2 separate regions of the Mus musculus genome follow, and region 1 is linked to region 2. A link is a contact called in public Hi-C data. All regions are on one chromosome and are shown on one strand. Each heading gives the region's core, a stretch centred on a gene start, on an enhancer-like site or on the middle of the called end of the contact. The rest is flanking DNA. Distances are from core to core; before and after follow the strand shown.

What was found. Hi-C and Micro-C count contacts between places; a contact is called where the count stands out from the background.
Region 1: a contact with region 2 is called in a Hi-C map of cerebral cortex, with 2.1 times the contacts expected there. The contact joins the enhancer-like site here to the promoter of Plcl1 in region 2. A contact is called at or near these places in 4 of 39 promoter capture datasets (HPC-7-derived erythroid cells, embryonic stem cells, hippocampal neurons and 1 more), 13 of 484 Hi-C or Micro-C datasets (Sertoli cells, Th1 cells, Th2 cells and 10 more), 5 of 115 datasets of contacts at active chromatin or transcription factors (CD8 T cells, the SCID.adh cell line, T-cell acute lymphoblastic leukemia and 2 more) and 3 of 9 other capture datasets (adipose tissue, liver and pancreatic islet).

The regions. Positions count from the first base shown.
Region 1 is chr1:55,451,495-55,456,584 of GRCm38.p6, forward strand. All of the region lies in intron 1 of Plcl1 (phospholipase C-like 1), which reads left to right. Among named protein-coding and RNA genes, the nearest start is that of Plcl1, 48 kb to the left of the region's middle. Within about 2 kb of position 2,812, at least 35 of the 459 cell types and tissues checked have an H3K27ac peak or open chromatin away from gene starts, as enhancers often do. A contact at or near this core is called in the SCID.adh cell line, cerebral cortex and olfactory sensory neurons, where this site is marked.
Region 2 is chr1:55,404,653-55,409,578 of GRCm38.p6, forward strand. Plcl1 (phospholipase C-like 1) reads left to right here and starts at 1,294. Exons shown (of 6, transcript NM_001114663.1): 1 at 1,294-1,978. The coding sequence starts at 1,736. It also overlaps the pseudogene Gm8531.

The sequences.
Region 1 (5,090 bases), core at 1,562-4,061, 48 kb after region 2:
CCTTCTTTTGGGGGGAGTGTCATGGCTGGAAGAAGGCAACAGATGACATGACCTGCATAAACAGACATAAAGAAATCTTTATCTTTTATTTGCTCCACTGAGAGTCCTTTTGTCTTTCAGAGGAAAGCTATCTGTTCTCATAGACGCCTTCCCCCATTTTCTTTTCCCTACAAGTTTCAGCATATAAATCCCTAATGCTAACCACCCCCAAGGCGTTTCTGTTTTGTGCATTGAATGTAAATACTGTGCGTTTCCCTTCCTGCTAATCCATATATTTAAATAAATCAGTTTAATTCACATACCCAGAGGAACTCAAGTAAGAGATTAACTCTCCACTTTCTCTTATGTGAATGTAAAACTACTTCCCTCCCCTGTGTAAAACAAACCAAATATTTTTCTTTTTCTTTTCAGTGCTGGGCATTTTACCGAGAGCCTCTGTGTGCTTGTCAAACATAAATATGAGTTTTTTGGTAATTGTAGAAAAAGATTTCTGGTGAGTTGGGAGATTTTTACAAAGAAATGCATAGAAAAAAACCCCCAAAATTCAGTAGAGACACTTGTGACTGCTTGTGTAGTGCCGCAGCCTCTGGGATTTCACCACGGTGAGCATTTACATGGTCAGAGGGTCCATGGACTTGCTGTGGGAAGAAGAGTGGTGTTTTATCAGGCTGTGGGAGTCTTTACTTCAGGAAGCATATGAAGCCCTTGGAACCCATGGGAAGGTACCTGAGCCTCTGTGTTTAGTATTATTCCCGTCTTAGCTAATTTATTGTCTACTTGACCCAAGCTAGGGTTATTTGAGAAGAGGGAACCACAATTGAGAAAATGCCTCCATAGACTGGCCTGTGGGGACTTTTCTTAATTAATGGTTGATGTGGGTGGGCCTTGCTCACAATAGGCTATACCATCTTTGGGTACCATCTCTGGGTACCATCTCTGGGTACTATCCCTGGACAAGTCCTGGGCTGTATAAGAAAACAGACTGACAGACACAAATGTCTGCTTACTGTTAAATTGAATTGTGTGCCTTTTGTAGAGGGTGAAGCAATAAGGCAGAAAGCCCCCAGTAGATTGCACTGGTGTTAAAAAATCTTGGCACAAAACTTTTTAATAATAGGACTTTTTCTCTATGCTGTTTGTAGTTACAGGGTATTCACATTTGTCAAAACTCAGAGAGTTATACAATGAAAGAATAAATTTTACTGTATGAAATGTTTATATAAATGTAATTATATATTTATTGAAAATAAAAATTTAATACAATATTCTGATCAATGTTTCTTCTCCCCCAACTCCTCTGAGATCCTCCCACCCCCACCCTCTTTCTTTCTGTCTCTTTAGAAAGGAAACAGGCAAATTAAAAACCCAAACAAACCAGAATAGGAAAAATTAAACAAAGAAAAACCACAAGAAACACACATAAACCACATAAAAATACAAAGTCAATAATTTTATGCATAATATACAGACAAACAGTCAATAAGACAAAAAACATGCCCAAACAAAGCAATATGAGACAAAAATATCTTTGAGTTCATTTTGTGTTGGATATATACTGCTGGGCATGCGGCCTGCCCTTAAGTATGGTTAATATACCTAGCAAGACTGTGTTGATGAAAATTAATTTTTCCTTTGCAAGTGTCAACTGTAGATAGCTTCCTGGTTAGGAATGGGAACCCATGTCCACTTCTCACTTTCGGCACTAGGACTGCATCTGCATTGAACCTGTGCAGGCCTGTGCATGCTGCCACAGGCTCCAAGAGATCACATGTGTGTCAGTCCTGATGTGTCTGGAAGACATTTTCTACGGTGTATCCGTCCCCTCTGGCTCCTGCAATCTTTCTCCCCACCCCACTCCTCTGTGTATCTCACTGACGCCTAGGAGCGGGGCGAGAGATTGACAAAGACATCGCACTGATGAGTGTTCCAAGCCACACTCTGCTCTCTGTCCAGCTGTTGGTCTCTGTTTTACTTCCCATGACTAGCCTTGGAGAGTAAGCCAGTAAGCAGCATTCCTGCATTACATGGCTTCTGCTCCAGTTCCTGCTTCCAGGTTCTTGCTTTGAGTTCCTGCCCTGGCTTCCCTCCGTAATGGAGTGTGACCTGACAGCTGTCACAAGAAATAGACCCTCTCTTCCCCAAGCTGCTTCTGGTCATTGTGCTTGTCATGGCAAGAGAGACCTTAACTAAGACACTACCCTGGGAAGAGTCTCCTGTGGTCCAATTAGTTAAGAAAGATGTTTCCAGGGCGTCCTGAAACATAGCTCCAAGAGAAAGGACAGAGAAGAGACAAGATCAGGGGAACTGGTGGAATGTAGCAGAGACAGTAGAGGAGAAATACCCTTAGCTTTGGCAGAGGCATCTCCCTTCTGCCCTCATGAGTCTGATGATGCTGGTGTACCCACTGGCATGGAGGTCAGGAGGATACAAGATTGGATGAAGTTCATGAGGGGGAGTATAACTGACACCTGGCTCTGTTCTCCTGAGCTCACCTTACCTGATTCCCTCAGTTATATGTTAAGATCTACTTTGGAGCAGTATAAGGCTCCTGGCCTGACACTTGCACCTGGCATTGATAGGAAAGGTAAACACGGGACACTTTCCAAAGGACACATTCTCTTAGGTAAATGGGGGTGGTGGCATTTGACTCTGCTGTATTTTCCAAGTGTAGGGATGAATGCAACAACAGGCTTTGGCCGTGCTTGTAAGGTACTGGGCTGTGACAGTTGGAGGTAGGAGGAGTATGACTGTGGGCAATGAGAGCATTTGTCACTCAGGGCTGTGTGTCTCAGTTCCTGGCAAGCTCTGCTGCCCAGCTGCGATATGCAGGGAGTGGGGAGGCTGCTGGGCACATGGCAGGGAGAGGCCATCACTGCAGCCTGCCATGCCCACCAAACTCTGACACATCAGCTGGAGCGTGCCAAGCTTGGCTCTAAACTGTCCTTGGGTTATATGATACTTTGTCACCTATGTAGCTGCTAATTGTTTCTTAACGCGTTTTTAAAGAGGGCTGCAGTCCTGGCATGGATGGCGGTGCTTATCAAGTGCTGGGAAGTACTTATTCTGCCTCTTCATTTAGATCCACAGAGGAAAGGAAAGCTGTAACTATTGTTTTAACATCTCCTTGCTTTCAGGATTCTCATCTCATGACTTCTTTCATTGAAAACTTCTGTGCTGATGGACTATGCTTCACCGTTCAATGGTGACAGCAGCTGCCTTGTAATATAGGGTTCTGGTGGTGGGTTGCTGGAGCTTTAGTGAAGGCTTTCTCTTTACATTTCTCGTTTGGAGTCTGTGAGTGTCACTAAGGTCTTTCTACAAAGCAGAGATGGACTTGAGTCCCCTGTAGCTACTGTAGATGTGTGTGTGTGTGTGTGTGTGTGTGTGTGTGTGTGTGTGTGATTTTAATTCATTGGGTATGGCAAAAATACAGATCATAAAATGGACCATATAATCACCTGTAAGTGTAGAGTTCTGAGGTATGTGCGCCCATTTACACCCTGCTGCAACCATCCCCACCACCCACCTGCAGAAGCATTACACCCACCAAACACTAAGTCCCCATTGCTTACTTTCCCCATGCCTGGCAGCCTTGGCCATTTGCCTCCCTGAGTTTGATGACTCTGTAAACAAAACCATCTAATTATATAAAGGAACCATAGCATGTTTGTCCTTCTGCGGCCACCATATTTCACTAGTATAATGTCTTCAGCAGCTGTCCTTTTTGTTGCAAATGGCAGAATTGCCTTCCTTTTTGAGGCTACATACTATTTCACTGTATGCATACACCACATTTATTTGTTCATCTCCCAATGGACACTCTGATATCTACTATCTTTTGGGAATTGTGAGCAATGTTGAGGTAAATATGAGTCTACAAATATCTGAGTCCCAGCTTTCAATTCTTACTGAAGAGTGGACTTGCTGGATGCTATAATCATTATGGGTTTAATTTTTAAGTGAAGTCAAGCCACCCCTAGGGTGACTTTCCTGATGATATTAATCCTCGGTGACAGGTGGCTGTTGCGGTTAGAGACTGTGCGGGTGAGGTAGCGGAGTCATCTCTGCCTCAGAAGACTGTAGGTATAGCAAGCAGACCTGTAGCCTCTGGGCAAGTTTTGCTTTCTTTCACCTCACTTGATTTTTCTGAAGGCTGTGGTGCCCCTTCATGCCTGGCTCCCTCCTATTTATCCTAGAATGTCTGTCCAGATGTTGCCTTCTCTAGAAACTTGTTCTCACATCTACTCAGGCTGTGCTGCCTACCACCTTGTATGATTTCATTGTAATTCCCTCGTTCTACAAGACTGCTGCTTCATTTGCCTATCTCCAGGGCAGAAAGCATTTAATACAAAGTGATGTACCTACTATGTGCTTGTTGTTGGGGGTTCAGTTGAAACACAGACTTATAGTTTATTTGCAGGGAGCGCCATCTGGACCAGTTTCTCAGGGTGTGCTGGGGACCCACTCAGCTTGGAATCTGAATTTTAACAGTCCCCTTTGGTGATTTTCATGTATTCTACTCACTGTGAAGCTTAGAGATCCCAGGAGGGCAGGTCTTCTGTCAGCTCACCCAGCATCCTTAGCCCCAAGTACAGTTCCTGGCAAGTAGTGGGTAGATAAAGGAAAATCTGTTGAAAAGGAAAACTCTGAACAGAAATGAGGCGGGATGGATTCCACGGTAGGCTTCACTGCTTAGTGTGACGGATAGATCTGAACTCTGCCTTCTTCCTTACAAGTGGAGTGTAAAGCAGCTCAAAATAAGACAGTTTCAAGCCACGCGGGCCTTCTCCCTGCCTCAGCATCCTTTCTGCAGTCTGTAAAGGAAGAAATAGACTATTTATAATCTTAAATTGCTTGAGATTGTTGACTAGCTAGAAGACTTCAGGCTTTTCTAGTTTATTTTTTTTGGGGGGGCACTTTCTTTCTTTCTTTCTTCCTTCCTTCCTTCCTTCCTTCCTTCCTTCCTTTCTTCCTTTCTTTCTTCCTTTCTTTCTTTTTCTCTCTTTCTCTCTTTCTCTTTCTCTCTTTCTCTCTCTCTCTTTCTTTTCCTTCCTTCCTTCCTTCCTTCCTTCCTTCCTTCCTTCCTTCCT
Region 2 (4,926 bases), core at 44-2,543:
CCAGTCTTCCCTAGGAGATGGTAAATGTCAAATGTGAATTCTCCCAAGAGCCCCATCCAATTTTGACTGGTTGTAGCCCCAGGGGAGCCAGATAAAAAAAGTGAAGAGAGCTTGGAAGGAACTGGGTAGCAGATCTGATTTTAGTGTCTGTACTAACCAGTCAGTAGACAAGGTCCTTGGGCTTTCATTTCCTCTGTTAAATAAAAGAGCTGCCCTAGATGACTCCTAACACCCCAGCTCATCCTTAAAATGCTAGAATTTTAATAAATTTCTGGCCCTGAAGGGCTGAAAAATTTCTTGGTGCTATTGGCCACGTAAGGAAGAAGTAAAATCTTGAATTATGAAATAATTAGTAATTTAAATGCATTTAATGATCTAAGTGAGATTCAGTACGTCGTCCAACTCTCCAGGGACCTTAGAGCCATTGTCTACATTTGCTCATGGTGTGATTAATGCTACCGAATCCCTGCTCTCCTCTTGGTTACTAGCTTGGTGGAAGGAGCAAAATGTAATGATTTAGAATTATATGTAGAAAGGAGGCTGGACCCTCGTCGAGAACGGTTTAGGGTAGAGACTAAACCTGCCAATGACCTTGTCGCTATGTGGCTTCCATCATCTCTGTGTTTCATTCGGCGGCGTTCCCAGGGTTTTCGTTGCTCTGCTTCCTCTTACCCTACCTACCCCTTAAACCCAACTCCTTGTTGTATTGACTCAGATTACTGAGTGAATGTAGAATCCGCTCATAGAACCCGAGACAAACTGTGGAACTCCAGGGTCCTAGTGCGTGGACTTCACTTCTAAGGATTGGCAGGAGAGCCAGTGATTGACCCTTGGCTGTGCCAAGTGTCACTACTACACCCCTCCAAACACTCTAACCTTCTCGCTCAACATCTTCTTTATTCCAGATTTGCTGTTTTGCAGTGTTTCCTCCGTCATCTCACTGCCGCCCGCAAACCACCCCACCCGCGTCCCATTTCTTGAACCTTCAGGCCGCTTTCGTCTCCTTTCTAAACTTCCTAAAATGTACTCTGAGTGCCTGTGGGTGCGCACACTGGCGCGCGCATCCTCGCCTAGTACCGGGGCCAGCTGGGCTGGGCAGGCTCCGAGCAACAGAACACATTCCATTCTTCGCGCTCGGGCACACCCCTCCGCGGTGAGGATTGGTCGGCCCGAACCCCCTCGGTGAGCCTCGGCTCCTGAGAGGCCGGGGAGCCTGCCAATCCCCACGGGCTGTCAAAACAAGTCTTCCCTCCCTGTCACAGGCGAGCGGAGTGGAGGCCGCCCCGCCGCCGCACTTCCTGGGGCCGCCGTGCTGCGGTCGGCGGGCAGGTGGCTGGTGGCCGATCCGCAGTCGCCGCTCCGGCCGCGCACGTCCCGGCTCCGAGGCTCCTGGCTCCGGCGCCCACTGCCTTTTGTCTGCACAGAGCCGGCGCTCGCCTCGCGTCTCCAGTACCTCCCGCTGCTTTTCGCCTGCTTCTCCCTCCCGCTCACATCTTCTCCCCGCCCCCGCCGCCCGTCCGCGCCGGCCCGCTGACCTCCTGGACCACAGCCCGAGGACGCCTCTGCCGGAGCGATGTCTCCTTTCTACAAAGTTGTGGCTGCCACTGCAGCGGCCGTGGCGCGCTAAAACAAAGTCTAGCGGGGTTTCCTTCTGGTGCCTGAGCGCACCCGTGCCCGGGGCTGGACGCCGCTGGCGGTCGTGCTGTCTCGCCGGGAGCCTAAAACGTGCTTGGCTATGGCTGAGGGCGCGGCTAGCAGGGAGGCTCCGGCGCCTCTCGACGTTGCCGGGGGCGAAGACGACCCCCGAGCCGGCGCCGACGCTGCCTCAGGGGACGCCCCACCCCCGGCCTTGGGGGGCCGGATGAGGGACCGTCGCAGTGGGGTCGCGCTGCCGGGCGCTGCGGGGGTCCCCGCGGATAGCGAGGCCGGCCTCCTGGAGGCTGCACGAGCGACCCCCCGGCGTAGCAGCATCATCAAGGTAAGCGGAGCAGCAGCGGCCCAGAGCCTGGTATGGGTGCCGGGTGGGTAGGGGACATCCCCCCTCCAGCCCCTGGGCAGGATGTTCATTGCCCTAGGCGTCGCAGGCTGGGCATTGTTTTCTCCCACCTCCTTCATCGCCAAACCTTCCTGCCTAGTCCGGAGGTTCCCAGAATCAGCTGTTGGCCTTGAGAAGCAGAAGTGACTTCCTCTCTGACAGCGGAGGAAAAGTTCTCTGCGCTTCTGCGGTTTGATGGATGCTTTCCCTCATTTTCTCACTAACCGGTGGATGGGAGGAGGAAGGGTGAACTTGGGATAAATGCAGAGACCTGCGGGCTGGCTGTGCATTCTCCAGCGGAGAGCTAGCTTTCCCGAACAGCAAAGGCAAAGCACAGCTTACTTTTAATTGTGTGTGGGAAATCTCCCCCATACAGAAATGGTTCTGAAATCCTGAAACGCCTGAACTTTGCAGATAGGCAGGCAGAGTTTGCAGCGGACGCTGCAGCATAGAAAGGATGAAGGAAGAGCTTAGAGGTTTTGCGCTGCAGAAAACACACATCCGGGAAAACGTTCCCAGACTCCCCTAGCACCCCCAGAGGATTTGCCTTTATCCATCTGCCAAGGAATTGTAAACCTTTCTTCGCCCTATTTATTTATTTCTGTCTTCCACTTTGAACTTGTTTCCCATGTTCGAAAGTTCATCTTTTGGGTGCATGACTTTGGAGTAATCTTTTCAGGTAAGAGCCCTGGAATAGGGCTTCCTAGCATAGATCTATGTGAATACTACGTACATGTGAGATTAAAGCTGATCTTGGTAAAGCAGTCAGTGTGAATGTCCACCCATCTGTGATAAACACAGTACACCACAGGCGACAGCAAAAGGTCTAGGAGCCACCTATTATTCTTTCTGGATAGGCTCATACATTCAGAAAGCTTGCTTAGGTTTAAACCAAGCAATCGCGATGTAATGCGTGTCTTCTTTCCCACGCTAGCAGCACCAGTGTTTGTGCCCACATTCACCTATCTCCAGGCACTATCTATGATTTTTCTCCAGCATGGACACATGGAAATTAAAAAGGTACAGGGAGACTTCTATGTTAAAAGTGGATGGTAATTTAAAATATCCTGTAGTAGTTTGTTTGTTTATCTGTGCTTTTCCATAACGCGCAAAGAGACTTATATTCTGAATGTGAATTTGGATAAAGGAGAAATGGCCTTCGTTAATACTACAAGTCAGAAATCGTATTGTCTGGCAAGTATCATAATTAGGAAACAGATACATCTGGATTACAATATGTGGACCTGCGTGTATGCAAATAGTCATTGTAGTTTAAAATACATTACGATAAAAGCAGTGGTTCTTTATAATGTTGTGAAAAGCACAAGTCACAAGGTCTAAGGACTATGCAGATTCTTGCAGCAAGTTTACCTCTCCGAAATTGCTCTGAGCTGCCTGGGGTGCTACTGAAATCCAAGGGTTGTGCTCAAATGGAAGCTTGGGACTCAGCACTCAAGAAGCTGACACAGGAGGATCCTTATTTCAAACCTAACCCCCTGAACATACCTGGTCTCAAAATAAATAAGCCCCACCCTTACATTATATGATTGGCATGTGGTTTATATTATCATAAGGGTTTTTGTGAGTAATAGCACCTCTTTTGCTTTGTTTGAAGTTTGTTTTTGTGACAGAAGGAAGACAGTAGAATATTACATTTTTCTCTATTTAATGGAAATTAAGTAAATGGTATATAAAGTTAAAGATACTGCAAAAATTAGATGAGCTATTTTAAATTAGATTTATTTGCAGAATATATAATGATTTAAAACAATTAAATCTTGCGAAGGAGTGTGAAAGTAAGATGTTTTCCTACTCTGCACTCGACTCCCCCTCACATAGTCTATCCTACAGCTATTAACATTTTCTTATGCATCTTTCCAAAATAGCCCATGCATTTGTAGGCATGTATATCTATGGCGTCTCTGTGACTAACTGTTGAGGTCCTTAACATGCACAGTGAAATCTGGTTAGAGTTTTATTGGCTTCATACCTTCACATTTGCATCAAACATTTTCCATGCCCAGAAGATTGACTAAGGTCATTATGCTGAGCACATTGAGCTTCAAGGATGCTCTAGTCCTGGTGGGTGGCAGCTGCTGGGATATGCTTCCAGAGGCCTTTATTCCTTCATCTCAGGGGAGTGAGAGGCGCGAGGGGGTGGGGGGTGGGGGGGTCTCTTCCACTCTTCCTGAGATCAGGAACATTTTTATTTACATCTTAAGTCTTCTGTCACATAACTTGGTTACATTAATGCAGTAAAGATGAGAATTTCTAAAAAGGCATAGAACATGTATATTGGCCACTTCATGTCATTATAATGAAATACATCAAAGGAGGGGAGCTTTATTGTGGCTCATGGTTTCAGAGGTTTCAGCCCATCATCACTGGCTGTGTTTCTCAGAGGAACAGAGAGGACAGCAGATCACGTGACTGGGAAGAGGAGGGAAGGAGGGACTGAGGACAAGGCTTACATTTCAAGGGCTTGTCCCTAGTGACTTTCTTCCTGCAACTGGGCCTCAGTTCCTACTTATCACCATACCCCAATAAACCCATCACGATGGACAAATCTACTGATTAGGTCTCGACCCTTATGATCCAATTACCTTCCCAGTGGCATCTCTGAACATCAAACTCAGGATCAAACTTTCAATACATGAGGTTTCTTTTCTTTTTGGAGGATTTTATATTTAAACCAGAATACATGTAATCGATGTGTATGTTCTGTACCAAGGGTTGGCAATATATATGTTGTCTTTTTATTTGCTTTTGAAACATATGTGTAATAAGGAACTTTCTTTTATATTAAAATATATTAAGCCGGGTGATGTTGGTGTATGCCTTTAATCTCAGCACTCGGAAGGCAGGTGGATCTCTGAGTTTGTGAGACACAC